2 separate regions of the Gossypium arboreum genome follow, and region 2 is linked to region 1. A link is a contact called in public Hi-C data. All regions are on one chromosome and are shown on one strand. The core of a region is the stretch at or near the end of the contact, and the rest is flanking DNA. Distances in the headings are between cores, read along the strand shown.

Evidence for each region. Hi-C and Micro-C count contacts between places; a contact is called where the count stands out from the background.
Region 2: a contact with region 1 is called in a Hi-C map of leaf, with 4 times the contacts expected there. The contact joins the promoter of LOC108450481 here to the promoter of LOC108466458 in region 1. A contact is called at or near these places in 2 of 5 Hi-C or Micro-C datasets (both in leaf).

The regions. Positions count from the first base shown.
Region 1 is chr2:95,355,270-95,361,559 of ASM2569848v2, forward strand. It overlaps LOC108466458 (F-box protein At1g70590-like), which reads right to left and starts at 3,344. Exons shown (of 4, transcript XM_017766818.2): 1 at 2,736-3,344; 2 at 2,498-2,631; 3 at 2,205-2,387; 4 at 1,518-1,849. The coding sequence starts at 3,255. The coding sequence ends at 1,682.
Region 2 is chr2:95,822,815-95,828,945 of ASM2569848v2, forward strand. It overlaps LOC108450481 (ARM REPEAT PROTEIN INTERACTING WITH ABF2), which reads right to left and starts at 4,762. Exons shown (of 1, transcript XM_017748129.2): 1 at 1,666-4,762. The coding sequence starts at 3,783. The coding sequence ends at 1,927. LOC108449979 (amine oxidase [copper-containing] zeta, peroxisomal-like) reads right to left here. Exons shown (of 13, transcript XM_017747383.2): 13 at 5,620-5,974. The coding sequence ends at 5,852.

The DNA.
Region 1 (6,290 bases), core at 2,094-4,593:
AAATTCTCCCTTAATTACTAATGTACTTGAACAAATATGAATCCTTTCTCTGATAGAATCCATCGAAAAAGAGAGTATCCCAATGCAATAAAGTTACATAGTGTATTTTTCATTGATAAAAGGAGTATTTCCATGAGTTCACCTTGGTATCTGTTCATACTGGTATATTGAATGATCCAAGCCACTAACTCTATATTCATATAATGCATACGACTCTAGTTGCTGGTTGGGCTAGTTAAATGGCTCTATTTGAATTAGCCATTTTTATCCCTCGAGTCCCGTTGTTGATCCAATGTACAGACAATGTATGTTCATTATACCCTTCCTAACAAGTTTACGAATAACCAATTTATGGGGTGGTTGGAATATTATAAGGGAGACTATAACAATTCTGAGTACTGAAGTTACAAAATGTGGCCAGAACACATATTGTGCGTTCTAGCTTCTGCTTATTGGCAGCTATCTAAAATTGGGATCTAGAGATTTTATGATAAATGCACACGAAAACCTTCTTCGGATTTTCTCAAGAGTTTTGGAATTCATTTATTTCTCTCAAGAGTAACTTGCTTTAACTTTGACACATTTCATGTAACAGGATTGTATGGTTCTAGAACATGAGTGTCAAACTTTTATGGACTAACTAACAAGGTCCACGCTATAAATCCAGCGTAGTACATGAAAGGTTTTGTTCCTTTTGTTCTAGGAGAAGGCTCATCATATTGCAATAGGAACATTGAGCATATTAGCAAGGTTATCCCATCTTAGTATCCGCTCGCCCAAACATTTATATAAAAGATTACATATGGGAAAAATTGAAATCGCCCTTTCCAGTAGTATAGCTGCTATTTTTGTTGCAGGTTTTGTTGTTACTAAATCTTTGTTACAGCTTTTGTTGTTACCCAAACTATGTGGTACGGTTTAGCAACTACCCCATCTAATTATTTGATCCTACTCACTATCAACAGGATCAAGGATTAGGATCAAGGATACTTCCAGCAAGAATCTTAGAATATGACATCTTAGGATAACTTGTAATCTGATTCTTAGCTTCCCATTTGTCATATATGTTCAACAATGTTCAACAAAGGCGTTACTTTGTGAAGTTCACCAGATTCAAGTTCGCCTATGGTAAAAGAGTAGAAGGTACACTAGTTTAGTCAAGCCCACTAAGTGCACATGCCTCACTAAGAGATCAGCTCCGCTGAAAGACGTGTTGGGGTGGGCAGTGTAGGTACAATAGACATCTATATATGTACGGTTTTAAATATTATTTATATTATTTCTCATATTTAATAAGAAAAAACATTAACGGTTTTTTACAAAGTAGAATACAATAATAATGTTATTATTTAACCTCATGGTTGCCTAAGGAAGCCCCACCTTCATATAAAATTTAGGTCAAGAGTGCAAATTCGTTTCCTCCAATATAAGTATTGAAACATTCAAAGATGAAATCTTTGGTTATCATCATCCTTTTCGTTGGTCAAGGCAAAAATAACAAAAACCCAATTTGAATGTTTACTAAAAGATCAATGACACTAGAACCAGAAAACAAAAAGGAGACAACACCATAATATATTAATAATTTTCTTGTCACTCGTCAAGCATTTAACAAGAGAACCGAAAGTAACAGGCAATTACAGGATTAGATGAGAAAGTTCAATAAACAGTGTAGGTATACTCATCGGGAGGAAGGCAAAGCACGCCAATTATCAGTAAGAAGCAGGGCACGGTCACGAGAAGTTGCCGAGAGTTGCTGAAGAACTGCATTTTTGACATGAGTTGCAGCAGTTTCACCAGAACGTGTAGCAAGTTCAAGATACACAATAGCTTTCAGCAATTCCCCTTCCTGCCCAAATATTATCATCACAGCCATATCAGCTTATAAATATAATAGTGGTATAGGCACACAATTTTGCCATTGAGAAGGTAGAAATAATCAGAATCACACCAACAAAAAATGAAAAACTTGAACCAGAAGCAAGTCTGCATACGAGCAAAAAAGGGAAGAAAAAGAAGGGTTCTGTTTTCCCCCCTCAATCATATTTCCCCATTCTACTTCAACGTGACATAAGCAGAAAATCACATTCCTTTCATCAAATATCAAAGAGAACTACTTTTTGCTATTAAAAGACACTCAGTATCTCACACACGTTTCTATTATTCTCTATATTTTTAAACAAAGAAAAAAGAAAGTGACATACGGAAAATAGAGCAAGTCCATGTTCAAATTGAGCTTTGCCATGGCCACGATCAGCTGCTCTCTTCATCCACTTCCTCGCTTGTCTACGACTATGTGATAAACCTTCCCCAAATGTATAACAAAGGGAAGCATTATACATTGCACGCACGTATCCACCTTCAGCAGCCTTTAGATACCATCTAGCCTGATAAACAACAGTAACCAACAAAATAAATCCTATCATCCAAGTTTTCTCAAATACAACACGCTCGATTTATGAATATAATTAAAACCGGTAAGCAAAGAACCCCCTACTGCTTCCTGAAGATTTTGTTCCACCCCAAGACCTTGATGTAGGCAAAGGGCCAGCTGGTATTGAGCTCGAACATGGCCCCCAATTGATGCTTGATGCAACCATTTTACAGCTTCCTTATGATTTTGAGGTTGTGCTGGATATCGTTAAAAAGAATTCAAACTGTATGGCATTAAATTATAAGCTAGGATTTGAGAAAAAGTTGATGAAATTCGATTAAGAAAAAAAAAGAGAAAATACCGTGCAAGTATGAAATTCCGAGATTGCACTGGCCAGCAGCGTCACCAAGGGCAGCAGCTTTTTGATAAAGAGCAATCGCCTCTTCCTTCTGACCCCTTTCCCAGTAAACAAGCCCCGCATCGACCATGGCAAGCGTGGAGCCACGCGCAGAGCCTTTCAGAAAAGAGACGAGAGCTTTCTCCAAATTGCGCCCAACACCGCCTCGACCGTGCTTGAACTGCTTCCCCTGACGCAGTAGTACCATGGCTTCCCTCAAAGCCCGAAGCGCGTCGCCCCACGACCTACACACCAGAGACGCCGCTAGAAGATTCGGGAAATTAAACGGCGCCGCGATTTTCGTTAATATGTCGAAAGGGAGAGCTGAAAAATCGGGATAGTTGGTCGGAGATGATGACGATTCTGAACTGACCTTGGACCAGCATGAAGATTTGGGCTTTGCATCTCTACCGTCGGGTTTGGAAAACGGAAACGCAATGAACCAGGAGGCGTCCGATCGGTCTAGCAATGTTTTTTGGTTCATGTTGCTGCTTTACTTTCCTAAGTTCGCATGGAGAAAGCGTCAGGGGAAGCATTTATTTATTTATTCTTTAAGAAAGAACTATGGGAGCAAGTGCTTGTAGAATGACGTGACCTCTATATTTAATTTGGAACACAGTTACTCGACACGTGGTACTTTAATTATAGTTCACATGACCGGAAAATATATTTGAAGGGTTTAAATATGTGAAAGGACCCTGAATTCTAGAATTTAAAATTTAAGTCCTTACTTTAATTTTGAGACATTAAATCTCTATGCTTTTGTTTAAGCTCAATAGTGTAAAAAGCTCACATTTTTTTTCAAAAAAAGTAATTAAATCCTTTTTTCACTCAATTAGATACTTGAATTTTTAAAATACATCAAAAAGACTCTAATACTTTAAAAAAAAAAGTAATTAAGCCTTTATTTTTTTTACTCAATTTGGTATTTGAACTGTCAAAATATATTAAAAAGGCACTCAAACATTTTTAAAAAAGCAATTAAGTCCCTACTTTTTTTTCACTCAATTGCCAAAATGCATCCAAAAGACTATTTGATCGTTAAAGCTAACTGTCCTTATTTTTTTTAATTAAAATCACCACATATCACAGCCATAGCATGCATGTGGCAAAAAATGATAAAAAATAAAAATTATAAAATATATTAAATTTTAATAAAAATATAAGAAATATTTAATTTTTATTAAAATTAGGAAAAATATTATAAATTATATAGAAATATAGAAAAAATATATAGAAATTTTATAAAATCAAGAAAATGATAAAAATGTAAAAAATATAAAATTCATAAAAGAATTATAAAAATCATCATACCAAAAGAAGCATTTTGTAATTTTTTATAACTTTTATTGATTTTTATTTTATCATTTTTGACACATGTCCATTGTGTTGCGACATGCGATGGCTTTAACTAGAAAAAAAAAAGGATCGTTAACTTTAACGGTCAATAGTCAAAGTTAATGGTTAAAGAACATTTTTATGCATTTTTATGATTTTTATAAAATTTTATAATTTTTTACGATGTTTACTTATTTATTTTTAGTAAATTTTAAATATTTTTATATTTTTATTAAAGTTTAATTTTATAACATTTATTGATTTTTATTTTTATAATTTTTTGTCACATATGACATAGTGATTATGACACTGGGTGGTTCTAACTTAAAAACATTAAAGGCGTTAACTTTAACAATTGACTAATAAAGTTTACGGTCAAAAGGTATTTTTATGTATTTTGACAATTGAGTATAAAAAAAATATATACTTAATTGCTTTTTTTGAAAAATTTTGATGGCCTTTTTGATGCATTTTGACAACTCAAGTACTCAATTGAGTACTAAAAAAGAACAATGGCTTGATTAATTTTTTGAAAAAGTTTTAGGGTATTTTTTATGTATTTTGAAAGTTTAAATACTCAATTGAGTGCAAAAAAAAAAAAGAGCTCAATTACTTTTTAAAAAAAGTTTGACAGCTTTTTACATCCTTAAGCCTTTTTTATTTGAAAATCTTGATCCCTTTATGAGTTTTACTATTAGGATAATTGTTAAAAAAAAGAAGAGTAGAATAACTCTTTTAATTATCATTATTTATAATTTTGTGTCAATTTGATATTTACTCTTTAAAAGTTAAAAAAATAATTACAACAAAAAATCTTTTTAAAATTTATTTTTAAATCTTTTAAAAGATTATTTTTTACTTTCAATTAAAATATAAAAATTTGTGAGAAATTTAAAATAATTTAAAATATATGAAAATTTTAAAATTAAAAAATATTATTTTCTTAAATTTGTCCATAAGTCACACCGTGGTCGGGTCAAAAAATTTCAAGTCTAGTCTCGCTTTTGACCCTCTTAAAAATCTCATTTCTTGTTCAAAATTTAATCAAATATTAGTATATATTTTTATATTAATATTATATGTATTGTAGAATTAAATGTAATTTTGTTATGAATATCTTATTAAGTGGATGTCTATCATGATCAATATAAAGTTTTAATATACATGAAATTAGAATTATATATCTACTTCTTTTATACTTATTATGCTTATAAATAGAGACTCTGATGAAGCATTGTAATCATCATTTTGATCAATAAAGTACATTCTCTTTTACTTACATATTTTCTTTGTTTTTTATTCTCTCCATCCTCTTTATTTTATAACATGTTATCAACAGGATGATTCTCTATTTTTTTTTTCTTTTAAAATATTTTGAAATCGTCCCCCAAATCCGATTCCTCTTTCATCTTAAGCTTTCACCCTTACAACTTCATCTTCAAAATGTTGAAGATTCAATCTCATAATGGATCATGGTGATGACGATGATGTTAAAGATTTTCAAGTATATTTTACTATATTTTATTTATTATATCATGTTTATTAGAATTGGAGACTAACCATGACAACATTAATAGATAGATTCTGATTTAAATTCCACGTATGTTTGCGATGCTGATTATGAAATAAAGAATCTATTGGGACGTTTATAAGTTCGTCCTAGTAAATCTATTGCATTCTCCAAAATAAACGCAAATATAAAGAAAATAAAAGATATAATCATGGACCACTAAAAGTGGGAACATACTAAAAAATAAGAGAACAATGAGAGTTCTCAAGATAACTCTTTAAAGAATAAATATAATTTATGCTATTAATGTGATATGAAAGATTATTGGCCACATATGTGGCATATGCCTAAATATTTTGTTTCATTAATATTCTTTGAGAAAGGATATGAGAATGTAGTAATAAATTCTATCATTATAGATAGAAAGTATTTATCTTATTTGGTACCAAAACAAACAAATATTATTCCAATATTTGATAGCACAAAATTAGTCGAAAGCTCTAGAAGAGTTAATATATTAATATCTTGTGATAGTTAATCTATTGGTTTTAAAATATATTTATAATGAATCTTATATTGAGATTGTGAATGAGGAAAATATTATATTTCATATAAATTACTATTGCTATATATATCTATTTTGAAAGGATGAAAAAGAGAGGATTGGGTTG
Region 2 (6,131 bases), core at 3,512-6,011, 470 kb after region 1:
CATGAATGAGATGGAAAAGAACAAGCTCTTTTAGGCAGTTTGTTTGGCTTCCTAGAAAATCTGGATTTTCTTTCTTCCCTCTTTTTTTCTTTTCTTGTTCTTTTTTTCCTTGCTAGCCAAATAAGCTTTCACCAGTCCTCTTTTTCTTTTTGTTTTGCATCATCGTACTTTTTAATTCTTTGAAAAAGAAAAAAAACCCTCTTCAATAACTGAAAAATCAAGAGAAATTATGAATGAGATGGAAAAGAACAAGCCCTTCTAGGAAGCTTGTTTGGCTTCTTAGAAAATTTGGGTTTTCTTCCTTCTTTTTTTCTTTTCTCCTTTTTTTTTTTCCTTCCTAGCCAAACAGGCTTTCACTAGTCCTCTTTTTATTTTTGTTATGCAATTAATAATGTTTGCTGCAAATTTGCAATGGAGAGCCCATTAATAATAAGTAGTTGCCCACCAATAAATATTTTTGGCATTTTATGATATGGAGTCAAATTAAGAATAATTGCAACAAAAATGCAGTAAATTTTAGCTTTACATTTTATATATGATATCCAAAATTGTAGTTTTTTATATAATGGTGTGTGATTAATATGAATATAATTACACAAAAAAAAGGGAGGAAGAAGAAAGAAGAAAAAAAAGAAACAACAGGAAAAAAAAAGCAAAAAAGGAAACTAATTACACAACAAAAATTGGGGGAAAAAAGTCAAAAAGAAAAAAATAATTTTATTTTTTATTTTTTTAGATTATGAGATCATTATAATGTCATTTATGTTAGGTGTCACAATCTTATTCCGCCACTTGTCTTGAACTTAACAGGCTCGAGTACCAATTTAATTGACGAAAAAAATTCAATTACCAATAAGAGACAAGAAAAACCATTAAGTATCAATTTAAGAGAAGTTGAGAAGTTCATATACCAATTTTATATTTAACCTTTTTTTAATTAATCATTTATGTTATCATTCATTTGTTTCTAAGTATTTTATATTTAAAAAATTCATTGCGTAAAAATATATAACACTATGGAATTATTAAATTTATGTGATATAATTTTTTTTTCAGTTGTTCTTAATAAAATAACCCGTATAAAGCTCGGGTTGAAAACTAGAAACAATTGGCATTTATTTTCTTGTTTGCTCGTTAACCATCAGTGTTGGTATATTTTAGTATGAGTGGCACAGCCAGAAAACATGTTTTAAGTTTTAACTCCCTCTTTTTTCTTTTTCTTTTTTCTTTTTTTCCTATAAAAATAGTTGTAGAACGGTTCTCACACTAGGATTGACAATTGCACCGATGGTTATTACTGTGACAAATTGATCAATCACCATTGATGGTAAAACATTTATGTTTGAGATGGCTACACAGGATATATTGTTTCTATTGGCTTTTTACATTTATTAGCAACAATGGGTAAGAATCAATTTGATGATTGCTTTGCTTTCCCTTGGTCCTTCCTATATTCATACATCAGCTCAGCCCATGGTCTTTGGGGGAAGCATTTAAAGTTGTTGAGCTGTCTAGACTTTTGGTCTGGGGAACAGATGGCGACCTCAACTAGGGACCTATCCTCAAAATTTGTCCATGGAAATTCATAGCGTACAAAATAATGTAAGAAAGAACTATGAGGGAATAATGTAACAAGTTCAAGGAAGATAAAAATACTAGAAAAGGTTTGAAGGAATCAATTTGCTCATATAAACATGAAAGAAAATATTCAGACAATTGAACCATCAAAGGGCATATAAAAGCATCTAAGGTATTTTGAACAACGTATAGTTCTTAAACAGAAACCTGTCTATTGCTGAACCTATACTTTTTTCATCCAACTTACCAAATCTATTATGCGTATGCCCTGTTAGCTTTGCCTTCCAATTTAGGGTTTACCTGAAAAGCAAAACAAATAACCATAAACGGAAATATTGGGTGCATAATTTAAGGCGCATATAATTGCCTCTGAGGATGGACTCCGGTATGGGTATGGTAAAGGTTGAGTTGATAAATGGCCCTGGACACCAAGTCTTTCAAATCAGGATGTTGTGCAAACATTGTTCGATCTGCCCCTTCAATGGCAGTCAAGACCCTAGCTTGTTCCAAAGCTTTATGATCACCGGCATGAATGGCAAGGTAGCAAAGCAGTACCACAGCATGCAGTTGTGTCTTCTCGCCACATGTAAGCAATCTCATCAAAGGTGGAACACCATTAAACTCGATTATCGACTTGCAATGGTCCATACTGAGAAAATTGTCTGGAGAAGCAAATTTTCCCAATGCAATGGCAGCTTCCATTGCCACTTCTTGATTGTTGTTACCAAGCTGTGTCACCAAAGGACAAATCACTCGAGTCTCCCGAGCTGGAAAAGTTCTCGCCAGAGAACCAATTGATCTGATTGCCGGAATTTGCAATGTAGGGCTATCCAGTTCCTTGATCACCCTCAAAAGCTGATCAATAACAGCCTTAGCAGCAGATGAATTCATCTTGAAAGCCGCGCGTCTAAGATCAGAATGCCATTCAGCAGCCGCTGTAATCTCCATTATTGTCATCAAAGAATTATACTGTAGCTCACCTTGTTCTTTCTCCACCAACTTAGCCAAGCAAAGTAATCCTTTTGTCTCTGTTATCCTCCTACTATTTGAAGCACTCCCTTTAGCCAGCATCCATAAAGCTTCAGCACAGTTGATTTTCAACTGAATTTTCACTTCAGGGTTCTCATTTTCCCTTTCTTTCCTATAGTTTCCTCCCCTAGTACTACCATCCACGTGTAAATTTGAGTATGAATTAGCATAGGGTCCATAACTATAATTCCTTGAATTCGATGAAGTCCAAGAATTTTTCTCCATTTCTTTATTAATTTGAACTATGGAATGGATGCTTTGCTTACCCAAACGAGTACCAGAATCGTCCACGAATGTCTCAAACGACAACAAAGTGACCAACGGCCTAATCACATTCTCTCTGGCGAAATCCTCTTGAGCCACCGGATCATACTCCGCCATTCTCGCTATCAATTTCGCTACGGGGATTTGAACCTTCATCGGAGAATCTCGCAACACTTGAACCACAATTGGGACCCCCATTTCTTCAACAATACTGCGAACTCTTTCCGGTTCGTTTGCCAAAACAAGAAGGGCATTAGCCGCGGCGATTTGCGCTTCCATTGAGGAGCTTTCTTTAAGAAGTTTCAGCAAAGGAGGGACGCCGCCTTCTTCAACGGCTATCTTTTTGTTTCGGTCGTTGTCTTGAGCGAGGGAAGCGAGGTTGTTGGCGGCTTCGATTCGGTCGGTTAATTGGCCCATTTGGACGGTTGCGATGCAAGACCAAACCCAGGAGATAATGGGGTCGTTGCTAGCGATTGGAGGGAGGGAAAGGAAGGTTCCGCTAGCAGAGCCGTTGTTTTCGGCGTCAAGGACTCCCATGAGCCACTTCATGTCGCCGACGGAAGCGTCCAGAAGGTTCAGCACTTTGCGGAAATCAGCGGCGCTGGTGATTCTCACCACAAGGCTCAAGATGCTATGGCGCTTACACTTCCGGACTAAAGTGAGGGCCCGCTCTAGGTTTTTGGAAACCTCGGCGATTACCCGGCGAATCGGGCGTTCATAGAGGGATTGAACCGAGGTGGTGAAGCGGACAAGGGTTCGAAGCATTTGGGAAAGCCGATCCACTTGCTTCCCAACCTCCCAGCAGTCGGCTTTAAAGGACTCGGCCTCGTCGGCGGCGGAGCGAACTCGTTCTGCAAGCAATATCGGATAGGAAAGGTCGTCCTCGATTCTCTTTTCCCCCACCGAACCCATCAACACGTTGCCTCTTTTACTATAAAAATTCGTGCCTTTTTCGGGGATGAGTGAAGTGAAGAGTCAGATTTTGAGAATCTCAATCTAGTCTACTGTTCTGTTTGCTCATTCATTCTTCGCATGTTTGTTTTGTGTAGTCAGCAGCAGAGCTGAGCTCAGGCTTCTTTTAATAATTTATTTTCATTATAATTTTTTAAGAGAGGAGATGAATTAATTGGCTATTTTTTATTTGAAAAATGATTTATGTTTTCATGTCATATGGAGTACAAAATTATAGGAAAATGATCCTTTTTTTATTTTTTCTGATGTGAAAAAAAAAAAGAAACTGGCAAAAATGGCAATTAAGGTTCTTCTTCTTTAGAAAAACATATTTGGCATCTATGTTTAATGAAGAGGTTTGATTTACTTTTCATTATAAGGATGCGGAATATAATCTGTACCTATACAGTATCTTAACATCCTAAGCATAAAAAAAAATTCTCCCTCTCTCGACACTTGCCGACTCTAGGGTTTCCCAAGCTGTTTTGGCTCTTTGCATGGGCAATGTTTGGCCTCTTGTCTGATTAAACTAGGGTTTTTTCTCCCCATATCTAGCTTAATCTTCTTACAGTATTTTTTAATTGTTTCCTATTTTTGGGGGATCTTTGGTTTACACCTTTTGATTGTCTGTTTCAGGGGAGTTAAGGGCGTGGTTGGACTTGGAAAGTGGTTCGACTCTTTCTTGAATGAGGGAAGCTTCTATCTTGTTGCTCGAGTCCTTTTGATCATTTCAGTGCTCGTGGTTTGGAGAGGTTCTTAGGAGGTGCTAGAGTGGTCAAATCCACGATTTTGGGATGTCGTAGGACGGTTGTTTTAGCTTCGCGACAGCGCCTCTGATTCGTTTCTAGGTTGATGATGTTGGCACTACGTTATTTTCTCAAGTCTCACATATTTTTGTAAGAGCTTCATCTTCCAATGCCTTGATTTTTTTCCTAAGACTGTTAGCAATTTAAATAGGAAAATTGAAATAAGAAAAATAAGGTAATGTTACAAAAATGTTAAAATTTTAAAAATATAGTAAGAGTTAGATTGTATTTTGTTTATTTTTTATTTTTTATTTTTTCTGTTAAAAGTTTTATAATTATCTACTATTAAAATTTATATAACTAATTTTAACATATAGGGGTAATTTTAACAATAAAATAGATGAAACTTTAAAAAAATGATCATTGCTCTTTAATCTAACATATAAAGACTAATTTTTATTTTTTGAGTAAAGGATAACGATTACATATAATTATGTCACGTATACATTATTCTAATATATAAAGATCACTTTTTAACAATAGAATTTTACAAAATTTTTACAGAATGATCAATTTAATATTTAATCTAACATAAGGGATTAATTTAACCATTTTAATAAATTGACAAATTTACAATCTACTTACATTACAATGATTTCCTTGTAACTTTTACCTTTAATTAAGCTATTAACTTGTGAGAATTTCACAGAACAAGAGTAGGTTTGCTAATTGACATTTTAACAGCCCAAAAAATTTTTTATAAGACATCTAACATTGTTTAGTGAAATTTCTAAGAAATTTGAAAAATGAGTTAAATGGAAAAATTTTATGAAAATAAAAATTGATATAGAGATGAAAATTCATGAAAAAAATATGAATATAAAAATGTGGCAAAAAAGACCAAATTTAGTTACTAAAAACAACTTGACTAAAAAATGAAAATGAATTGCTTTGTTATTTTATTTCTTTCACCCGCACAACGGGTATACCATAGCACCAATATATATATATATATATATATATATATATATATATATATTTTGTATTGAAGTTATTTTTTTTAACACACTTTAAATGTTAATTAACTACAATCGAACCAATTATTCAGAGTGAAATATTACATTAGGATTCAACCCGAGTTAATTATATCACAAATGTTCAAGGGCGGTTAAAAAATGAGGACAAACAAATCCAGATGTTCATACTTATCTAATAACGTGAGGCCAATCAATGGCTCAATTGTTTGTAGTTTGCTAAACATTTTGCAGACTGCAGATATGAAATCAAAGCTTCGCAATTATCACATTTTGGATAGGCTTTGTTGCAATGTCGTTGTCCTTGAGCTCCAGATCGGTCGTGCTAGGAGGAACATCGACCGCAGGGGAGCAGTTAAAGAAACCATGTGGCTGCATTGCAGATACCAATGGTTAACTTCTAACATCATGCTTCTGTCAACCAAGCTGTAAACTTACTATATTGTGTCCAACTTAAAAGAAGAATTTCCGCATAGCATTTTCAATTGCAAGCGCAAATCCACACCATAAGCATTCTGACAATGCAGCG